Regions from separate parts of the Bombyx mori genome. Here region 1 is linked to region 2. Evidence: chromatin contacts called from public Hi-C data. All regions are on one chromosome and are shown on one strand. Each heading gives the region's core, a stretch centred on a gene start, on an enhancer-like site or on the middle of the called end of the contact. The rest is flanking DNA. Distances are from core to core; before and after follow the strand shown.

What was found. Hi-C and Micro-C count contacts between places; a contact is called where the count stands out from the background.
Region 1: a contact with region 2 is called in a Hi-C map of middle silk gland, with 2.6 times the contacts expected there. The contact joins the enhancer-like site here to the promoter of LOC101740372 in region 2. A contact is called at or near these places in 2 of 7 Hi-C or Micro-C datasets (middle silk gland and posterior silk gland).

What each region holds. Positions count from the first base shown.
Region 1 is chr18:12,902,901-12,907,996 of ASM3026992v2, reverse strand. All of the region lies in intron 4 of LOC101740372 (visual system homeobox 2), which reads right to left. Among protein-coding and RNA genes, the nearest start is that of LOC101736278, 59 kb to the left of the region's middle. Within about 2 kb of position 2,541, at least 1 of the 8 cell types and tissues checked has open chromatin away from gene starts, as enhancers often do.
Region 2 is chr18:12,803,021-12,807,605 of ASM3026992v2, reverse strand. LOC101740372 (visual system homeobox 2) reads right to left here and starts at 1,319. Exons shown (of 8, transcript XM_062673754.1): 1 at 546-1,319. The coding sequence starts at 846.

The DNA of each region.
Region 1 (5,096 bases), core at 1,292-3,791, 99 kb before region 2:
TTAATGAAGTACAGCGGATTAGTAACCCAATCTAATAACTATATAGCTTAAAGAAATGTTAATGAATTATCTCAAGGAAGACCTGAGTGGAAAAGGTCGGAGGATACCTTTGTCGATTGGCAAACAGATCTGCAGAAAATAAGAAAAAATTAAATAAGAGACTAGATTAAAGTTTACATAACATTTAAGTTTTCTATATATTATGTTTAGTCATATAATTGTAATATGGATCTGAATAAAAGGTTTAATGGCAATTATATTATAATGATATATCTGATTGAGATGAAACTTTGAAAAGATATTGTTGATACTACCATCAATGTTAAAGTTTGTTTTATACACTAGCAAATGGCTTAGTAATAGCGGACTTGTTTGGATATTTACAGCAAAAAAAATTAACAATGTGACATTCGAAAAAACTGTGTCAAAATATTTAAATGATTTCACTTATAGAACACGTAATAATTCAAAATATTGGCCAAACTAACAACGGCAGCACACAACAAACATTGGCCAACATAAGCCAACGGAGTTTATTACAATGATCTGCCTGATTATGTTGAAACAAGTGTCGCCCGTGACAATTCCAGTTTGCAGTCGACATTCCGTAGCGTGAATGTTTGTTCGGCGCTTAGATTGTTGTATTGTTTGTCAAATTATACAGCAGCCATGTTTGGTTATCGTTAGGGACTCACAAATTGAACCTGCTGGTTTGTTTCTACACGTATTTTGTGGGTAAATTAACATAATTTGTTGAGGTGTTCAGGTCAAAAAGAAAGAGGTTTTTGTTTAGGCTCTGCATTTTAAGTAAGTAACATTAGGTCCGGATATAACATTAAAACTTTAATTCATAATTTTGTCTATTTGTTATGCCCTTTAAATATCTTTTATGTAGAATTATTGTTGTTTAAAATAGTGGAAGGTTTGGAAAATATTCTTAAGGGAGTGACTACCGTCTCGAAATTTCTTAATTTAGGTCACATTATCTTCATAAAATTGCTTTTACAGCATTTCTAACAAATTAAAAGACTGTGTGGTGAATAAAAACTCAATCTATGTTTACAACACTAAATTTATGAAGTTACCATTTCCGTCTAATTCATTACTGTGCGTGTTGATTTGGGCATTGAACATGACGTTACTGAATTTGTTATTTTACCGCCATTTTGTCGAACGCGACTTCACGAAACATAAGTGTCTATTTCCTATTAATGAGAATATCGAAATGTATTTCCTGTGACTGTTTAATTTGAGGTTAACATTTGAAAACATATTTTGTTAACATATTAAATATATTTTGTAAAAGTTTAATGAAAGAAAGAAAGAAAGAAATCATTTATTCGCCAAGCATAGTGAAAATGAGTTATTGCATAACTTAAAAGCAGCGTGTATGCTTTGTCATTATTTGACATGCGAATTTTAGTGCAGTGCAAGATATTATAATATTATATAAGAATTAATTACAAATCTAGAAACTTATTCAGGTAATAAATAAGATCGACAGATGGTTAGTTAGGTCGGACCCATAAGAACTCGATGGGACAATAGATACATAGAAATCTAGTCATACTCGATCCTGTGGACCGAATGGAAAACAGGCGACGTCGCCCTAAGCACGTCATTACGGATCAGCTAACGTTGCTTTTAGGTACTTCAAGCACCGGTCACCATCCTCTCAGAACCCGTCGCTTGCGACGAAAGGCTCGACGAGTAAATTAACCCACAGACACAGCCCACTGAGTTTCTCACCGGATCTTCTCAGTGGATCGCGTTTCCGATCCGGTGGTAAATTCTGCGAAGCCTTGCTCTTGCTGGGGCCAGTGTTAGCAACACTCCCGGTTTGAGCCCCATGAGCTCACCTATTAGCTCGGTGAATCTAGAATAACCCCTGGAGGCTACTAGAATAGGTAAGTTTTTTTTGTTATGGATCTAATTCGGCGTTGGATGGATTTAGGTTGAAGAAGAAAATGTATATATTAAAGATAATGTTACACACAACAAGTTATCTGCCACATAATGTCGTTCTGTATTAAGATTTTGATGATCAAATAAATACACAAATACGAAGAGGTAATCTTCTTTTTTGTCTCCACCTTATCCCAGTACAAAGCGAATTTTTCCATTCCATTCTCTTCTATCAGCCGTCATCTCAACACTCACTCCTGTCTCTCTCATATCGTCATTCACATGCCACATCAAAGTCTTTTTCTGAAGAGGTAATCTAATTTAAAAAAATCAAACTAATCTAGAGCGTCTTAAAAAAAATACCACATCGGTACAAATTAATCATACAATTTCGATTTGAAGATCCAAAGTCAACAGCTTGAAGGAGTCTAGGATCGGTCAATCAAAGCCTAATAAAATCAACGGCCACACATCACTTCTAAGAACTACCAACCAAAGACTCCACTAATAATAATCACACGTTTATTTCCTTTCAAAACTATACTTGACAGCTCGAGATGCAACCCGAGTCATTTCTTTGTAGCCTTCGACAAGGTTTTATTTGCGTTCGACGGAACCCAAAGCGTAATACACTTTCGTTTCGTATATATTTATTTGTGCTGTAAATCTAAGTTTGTTTTTCTTGTATGGTGCCTACACGGTCATTAGTGTCTAACACAAATATTCCGATCGGCCATTGTTCCTTTATTGCAACAATATTAAAATAATATGTTGGTAATAAGACGCTTTGTGGCTTTCAAGTGGCTTTTTGACGTACGATTGGATCTTGGATGTTTTGTTTGAGGTATTTTAATTGTGCTTTTCCATATTATACAAGATTTATGTGTGCGTGTGTGCGTGGCTTTGTGTGGATGGCGTTGGCAATACGCTGTTATAAAACTCTTGATTATTATATTGGATTTAATTGGTTTAAAAAACTTTTACAATTTCTTGGCGAGGAATAAAAACGCCAACCTGACATAATAACGTAGTATCAACGAATTTCGAGTTTGTTTTTCAATGAGATTATTATTAGCCCTCCAAGAAAGAAGTGACCAAGATTCTATGAAACTTCGTACAAAATATGATCGACCAACCATGCACTTTTTTTTTAATATCTTATCGTAACGATCCATAATTCTCTACGTTTGGCCAACACTCCAACAACTAAGTTCAAACTTTGTACGGTTGTTACTGCAACATGCGTAATCGGTACTGGCTTAGCACTATCAGTGATTATCTATTCAGATATTGAGCTAGTTATAGTTATGGTGAATCGTTTTTTTTATTACTTAGATAGGTGGACGAGCTCACAGTCCACCTGGTATTAAGTGGTTACTGGAGCCCATAGACATCTACAATGTCTTAGTTAGTTACAACGGCTGCACTACGCTTCAAACTGAAACGCATTACTGCTTCACGGCAGAAATAGGCGGGTTGGTGGTACCTACCCGTGCGGTCTCACAAGAGGTCCTACCACCAGTAATTACGCAAATTATAATTTTGCAGGCTTGACTTTTTTTACACGACGCTATTTCTTCACTGTGGCAGTCAATCGCGAAGATTTGTGAAGTACGTATTTCATTAGAAAAATTGGTACCCGCCAGCGGGATTCGAATAGCCTTGCATCGCTAGATACAAATCGTGGTAGGGTTCAACCAGTAGATGTCGTCTACGAACATAACGCAGCGACCAAGCAACTGTACAAATAGTTGATGCGTCTAATTAGCCGCGCTCTCCACGTCGAGTGGACCTTATTTGTTTAGGTCTAAAATAATACACTCCTAAAAATTAGTCACATCTCGACGGTATAAAAAATGTGTTTTGACACTTAAATTAATGTCAACATATCCGAATAAGAAGCATGCACCGTTTTTGTGGTAAAATTGTAGAGAATTGGTACGTTTTAGTTTTAACAAAATCTTGGACGTAAAGGATTCAATTTTAGCCCAGGGTACCATGCATGGGGGTCCATCTGAACCTCTGGTCTTTCCGAAGATGAGATACCAAACTCCTTAAATCTTCCTATGAGTACTAAGAACTAATGTCGGATCAACCGAATCAAGTGTCACATAAATAAACAAATTATTAAATTTGTTTATTAATGGCTAACAATTTATTTATTAATGGTAGCGCAAGGTAGAGAGATGAAAGGCGATTGCATGCAGCAGAGATGCGAATGTTGCGATGGATGTGTGGAGTAACGAGAATGGATAGAATACGGAATGAATATGTTAGAGGAAGTCTGAAAGTGGCACCGGTGACAGAGAAGCTGAGGAGTGCACGTTTGGGATGGTATGGACATGTGATGAGACGAAATGAAAATGAGATTGTTAAGAGAGTGTTAACTCTGAATGTGGAAGGATTTAGAGGAAGAGGTAGACCTAAGAAGAAATGGATGGATTGTGTGAAAGACGATATGGGTAGGAGGGGAGTGAGCGAAGAAATGGTATATGATAGAAGACTATGGAAAGAGAAAACATGTTGCGCCGACCCCAGGTGACTGGGAGAAGGGCAGGATAATGATGATGGTAGCGCAAGGTAGAGGGGGAACAGGTCGACCGAAGAAGATATGGTTGGAGTGTGTGAATGACAATATGAGAGAGAGAGAGGAGTGAGTGTTGAGATGACGGCTGATAGAAGAGAATGGAAGAGAACAATTAGCTGTGCCGACCCAAAATTAGGTATGCTGACCCCATCTAGTGAGATAAGGTGGAAAAAAAGAAGAAGAATGGTTAATAAAGTATATATAATAGATACTACATTAAGATACAAATATGAATGTATGTAATGTCAGACATTTACGACTATGTATAATGTAAATTATTCGAAATGTCGGAAATACATACTCGTATAAGAACAATAATAAACGCGAGAAGATTAAACTCGCGAAGACCTAAGGAAATACTTAAACACGTGTGTATTATAATAATATATTTTTTTCGCTTCAACAAAAAATTCTCTCATACGTTTCGTTCTGACATTTCGTACATTGCGAAGCGTCTCAAAACCCACACGGTAATGAGCATACAATAAAATACCGAGCCGCAAAGTGGGGTTCGGAAAAAAAGCGGTCTCCCTGTATTACGAACGCGACGTGCAAACTCGTCGAGTGATGAGAAAATAGAATAATGGTATGATCCGTCCCGGCG
Region 2 (4,585 bases), core at 70-2,569:
AATCAAGATTATGATGCGTAACTTAAAAAATAATCATAATATCCTTACTAAATACTTTCAGGTATGAATATGTAAATATTTCGTAGAAATTATTCACTAGTGTCTTAATATGGATTGTAACCATTTGCAAAGGTTAAGGTTTTAGTTCAAATGAAGCAAATATTTAACTACAATGTTTTTTTTTATGGTTTACTAATGGCCCGGCGGTTTTTCCAGTTTCATTCACTAGGACAGGTAGTTTAATGTACCAATCTTTGTTGTAACAACAGTGACATGTAAGTCTTCTTTTTAATTCTATCTTCTCAAAAGTCTACTTGGACTATCTAAATTGATCTTCATTTCAATATTTCGCTCAATACAAATCGGATATTTTAGTACCGAAATTGTAAATTCACACCGATATTGCACAACAAACAAAATATATTTTGTCATGAAACAAATCTAACAGCTCTAAATTGATTAGAAACGATAACGTTAATTTGTGTTTTAGGCCAAAATTACAAAGTTAAATCGCGTGAGAATCTCAAAATACTATAGGTATTTACCTGGTGGATGATGCAGTAATGGAGGACCCGGGAGGAAGGCTGCGGCTACTGCAGCTTGAGCATTGAAAGCTGCTGCATAGGCCACGCGACTCGCAACAGAGGCCGGCAGAGGAAACTGAGGAGTGTAAGCCGACCGGGGCTCTCTGCTCTCAGATAAATTGAGTACTCTATCTCCATCTCTGCTCTCGAAGTATCTCTCTCTGCTCTCCCGATTATCGGAGAGACCTAGCAGCTCTTGGATGGCGAATGGAGAGCGCTGGGGTGCTCTGGGAGCGCTTGCGTTAGCGCTCATCGCTTGCATTTTGAGCGAAACAGTATCTGACCACTCGCTACGATCTCAGCTTACATAACTGAAGACATGTATCTTTGTCTTGTTTTTTTTTTGGAAATTTTATCACAATATTAGACCATTCGTTTACAAGTCACACTAATTCAATGTTTGAAAATTCACTTAATAATTATTAAACTAGAGTAGATTAGGCCTCGCTTAGGCTACAAGTTTACTTAAAGTTAGAATTTAGGTGCGATTGAAATTCGCGGAAAATTGTTGGTATCGTGTTAAAAACGCGACACGAGCGCTCTGTCCGGCGTCCGCAGCGCTTCTGAGCGGTACACCGCCGGGCGCTTTGTAAAAACGAGAGGACCCCCCTCGGCGTGCTGGCTCCCGAGGTTCACTGTCAAACCATCGTATTTCACCACCCCCCCGATACACGTTACGACGTTTCGGAACTGAAACGCTTACGGCAGCCGCAACGACGAAAGGACACAAGCGGATCCCCCGCTGACTTACAATGCGCCGTTTCGGAAATCACTCACCAGCCCCCCGGGCCACGCAGGCGGAGCCTACTTATAGCCAATACGGATATTTTGTTACCGCACTCTATTGGCCAGATTTCTTCGCGGGGGACACGCCTACGTGACGCCGCAGTACTCGAAACGGAGCCTTATTGGCAAGCGAATTAAACCGACATTGTATTAAATGGCAGCGCTGATATAATTTTGATTAATTGTGAGAAATGAATAGTCCGTGGCGTGGGGGCCAGGGGTCGGCAGACGGGGGTCGTGTACCGGACAGCCGGTATTATTCTATATTTTCTTGGCACTTTGCTTTATTATCGCGCTACTTCAATGGCCTCCTCTGGTACAAAACGACATTCGGTGTCGGCCGCATAATGTGCCATTATCAATCATTGGTCGTGCTCTACACCTGCAGCTCTACCTGCGGGTAGAGCACTTGAGGAATTCTTGTAGAGCTTAGTGTATATTCATGTTTCCTGTGTTTTGTGGTTTTTTTTTTAATAACTTGTAAATAATTTTGTTAGTTTAGTTTATAAGATTTTATTGACCAATGGTTTATTTGTAGATAATTGTTAATAAAGTTTTAGATAAAAAAAGGTTAAAAACCCAATACTTGTTTTGATACATTAAAAAAATTATAAATTTAATAATGTATAAATCTAGTTCTAAAATTTCGACTAAGTAGTATAAAGTTTATGAGATGGCTTTAGTTTTCGCTCTAAGCACACTCATTGACAGTGACAATGCCGATGTTCACGAGCAACGACAACCATACAGACAATTTAATTTTCTGAATAAATAAAAATATAAAAAAATCATTTGTATATCCACCACTAGCGTTAAACGAGACGTAAACTATTTATTTAGGTATTTAACTTTATGCACAAGACATGGCGGGGTACCGTAAGACGTTTCAGACCTTCCTTCTTAAAAGCTACGCAATGAACTCGACCACTCTATCAAGAATCAAACGACTAAGAAGACAATAGTAGGTAGGTACAGTGGCGGACTGATGCTTAAGGCACTCGCTATCAGTCAAACAAACGTGCTGTGGCATTGCCTTATCGCATTAAAATATATTGTATCACATTCCAATAAATATACAAGAGAAATATAATCTCTATGTGGAATAGGGATCGCAGCGCATAAAATAAAAACTACACTATTCCAAAATCTTCTATTATAATAGTAATTAATAATTAACACTAATTTTATTACGTCTTACTCATTTTTCAACCGTCTTCGCCATCTTCCAATTCTCTGTCATTCTATCTGTCATTCTCTTCTCTCTTTCTTTCCGTTTTCTCTCACTAACATCTTAACGCTCCGTTCCACACTCTATTCATACGTTCCGTTCTTACCAATCCTACACCTATATATTAATACGTGAAGCAAAAACTTTGTACACCTTTTTACGAAAATTGCGCAGACGGAGGTGTACGAAATTTCTCACACTTATAGAGAACATAGAGAAGCGGTGCAGAATGCTAATTTTTTTAAATTATGTATAAGAAATACATACATTAAATCGATAAATAAAACATTACACACACTACCGTGTATTTGACACACACACGCATATATACTCTTTTGTTCATTGTTAAAGTTTGTGGTCAAATTGAGAATAGATAAATATTGTTTGTCTTTAATATTATTTGTCTATAATGTAGTCTTGGCCAAATTTGTGATTATGAAAGTAAAGTCTTTGACTATAGAACCATATTAATGTTCAAACTTATAATTTCAATCAATAATAGTTGAATTTCGACTACTGGGCGACCATTACTATACCTGTTATAATATCGTAATTATTAATTTCGACGGCACCCAAAACACTTCATTACGGATCCGCCCGACCCATTAACGGTTCTTTTAGGTACCTCAAGCACCGCTCACCGTCCTCATCGAACCCGTCGCTTGCGACGAAGGGCTCGTCGAGCGAATTAACTCATATACACAGCCCACTGAGTTTCTCGCCGGATCTTCTTGATGGGTCGCGTTTTCGATCCGGTGGTAGATTCTGCAAAGCACTGCTCTTGCTAGGGTCAGTGTTAGCAACACTTCTAGTTTGAGCCCAGTGAGCTCATCTACAAGTTAGGGCGAAGCTGAAATAGCCTCTCAAGGCTATCAGCATATGTAGGGAAGAAAAAAGAAATTGCGTATTCAAATCGAATACTTTTTTTTTACTTATACTTTTTTTTTTACAGCATACGTGATCACAGACGACTGTATTCGAAAGATAGCAAATAATATTATGAAAATTGAAAAAGACACGAGACTAAAACGCAAAAGAAGTTTAAATTTGAACTCGTTATCATGTCACCATACGAAGCTGAGTAAAAAATAACAAATTATTGCAGTTTTTCTGGAAATTGAAACATGCTATCATAATCGTATGAGAAAAACCCTTCTTAGTTAATTTCCATTAGGAACGTTATAAATGTTTTTAATCTATGTTTTTTTATTTTTATTACTTAGATGGATGAGCTCACAGCCCACCTGGTGTTAAGTGGTTACTGGAGCCCATAGATATCCACAACGTAAATGCGTCACCTACATGAGATATAAGTTCTAAAGTCTCAAGTATAGTTACAACGGCTGCCCCACCCTTCAAACTGAAACGCATTACTGCTTCACGGCAAAAATAGGCAGGGCGGTGGTACCTACCCGCGCGGACTCACAAGAGATCCTATCACCAGTAATTAGGCAAATTATAATTTTGTAGGTTTGATTTTTATTACACGGTGTTATTCCTTCACCGTGGAAGACACTCGTGAACAATTGTTGAGTACGTATTTTATTAGAAAAATTGGTACCTGCCTGGGATTCGAACACCGGTGCATTGCACAACACGAATGCGCCAGACGTCTTATCCCTAAGCCCACGACGACGACTATGTGTCAATTAGAATAAAAAAAGCCAAACTCCATTGCGCGTAAATTGAAGAAAATACTGTGGGCATATCGCGATTTAACTGATATGTAGTAGCAATGCCCAACATGCTTTAACCTACTGGTTCTGCTGCCCTTGAGTTGTTAGGTCTTCTTTGGAGGTGCTCTGGTAGCTGTTAGCTAATCCCACCACTCCTAGCTAAGCCTTTTCTCGCCCACCTGTCCTGGTGAAACTGGAGAGGCCTTCGGGCCACCAGTAATCCCAAATTCATAAAAAAACCAACCGGTTCAATGACATCTATCATCTAATTGAAACTTCCATCCGAGGCCTGAAGGTAGTCACAAATTTGA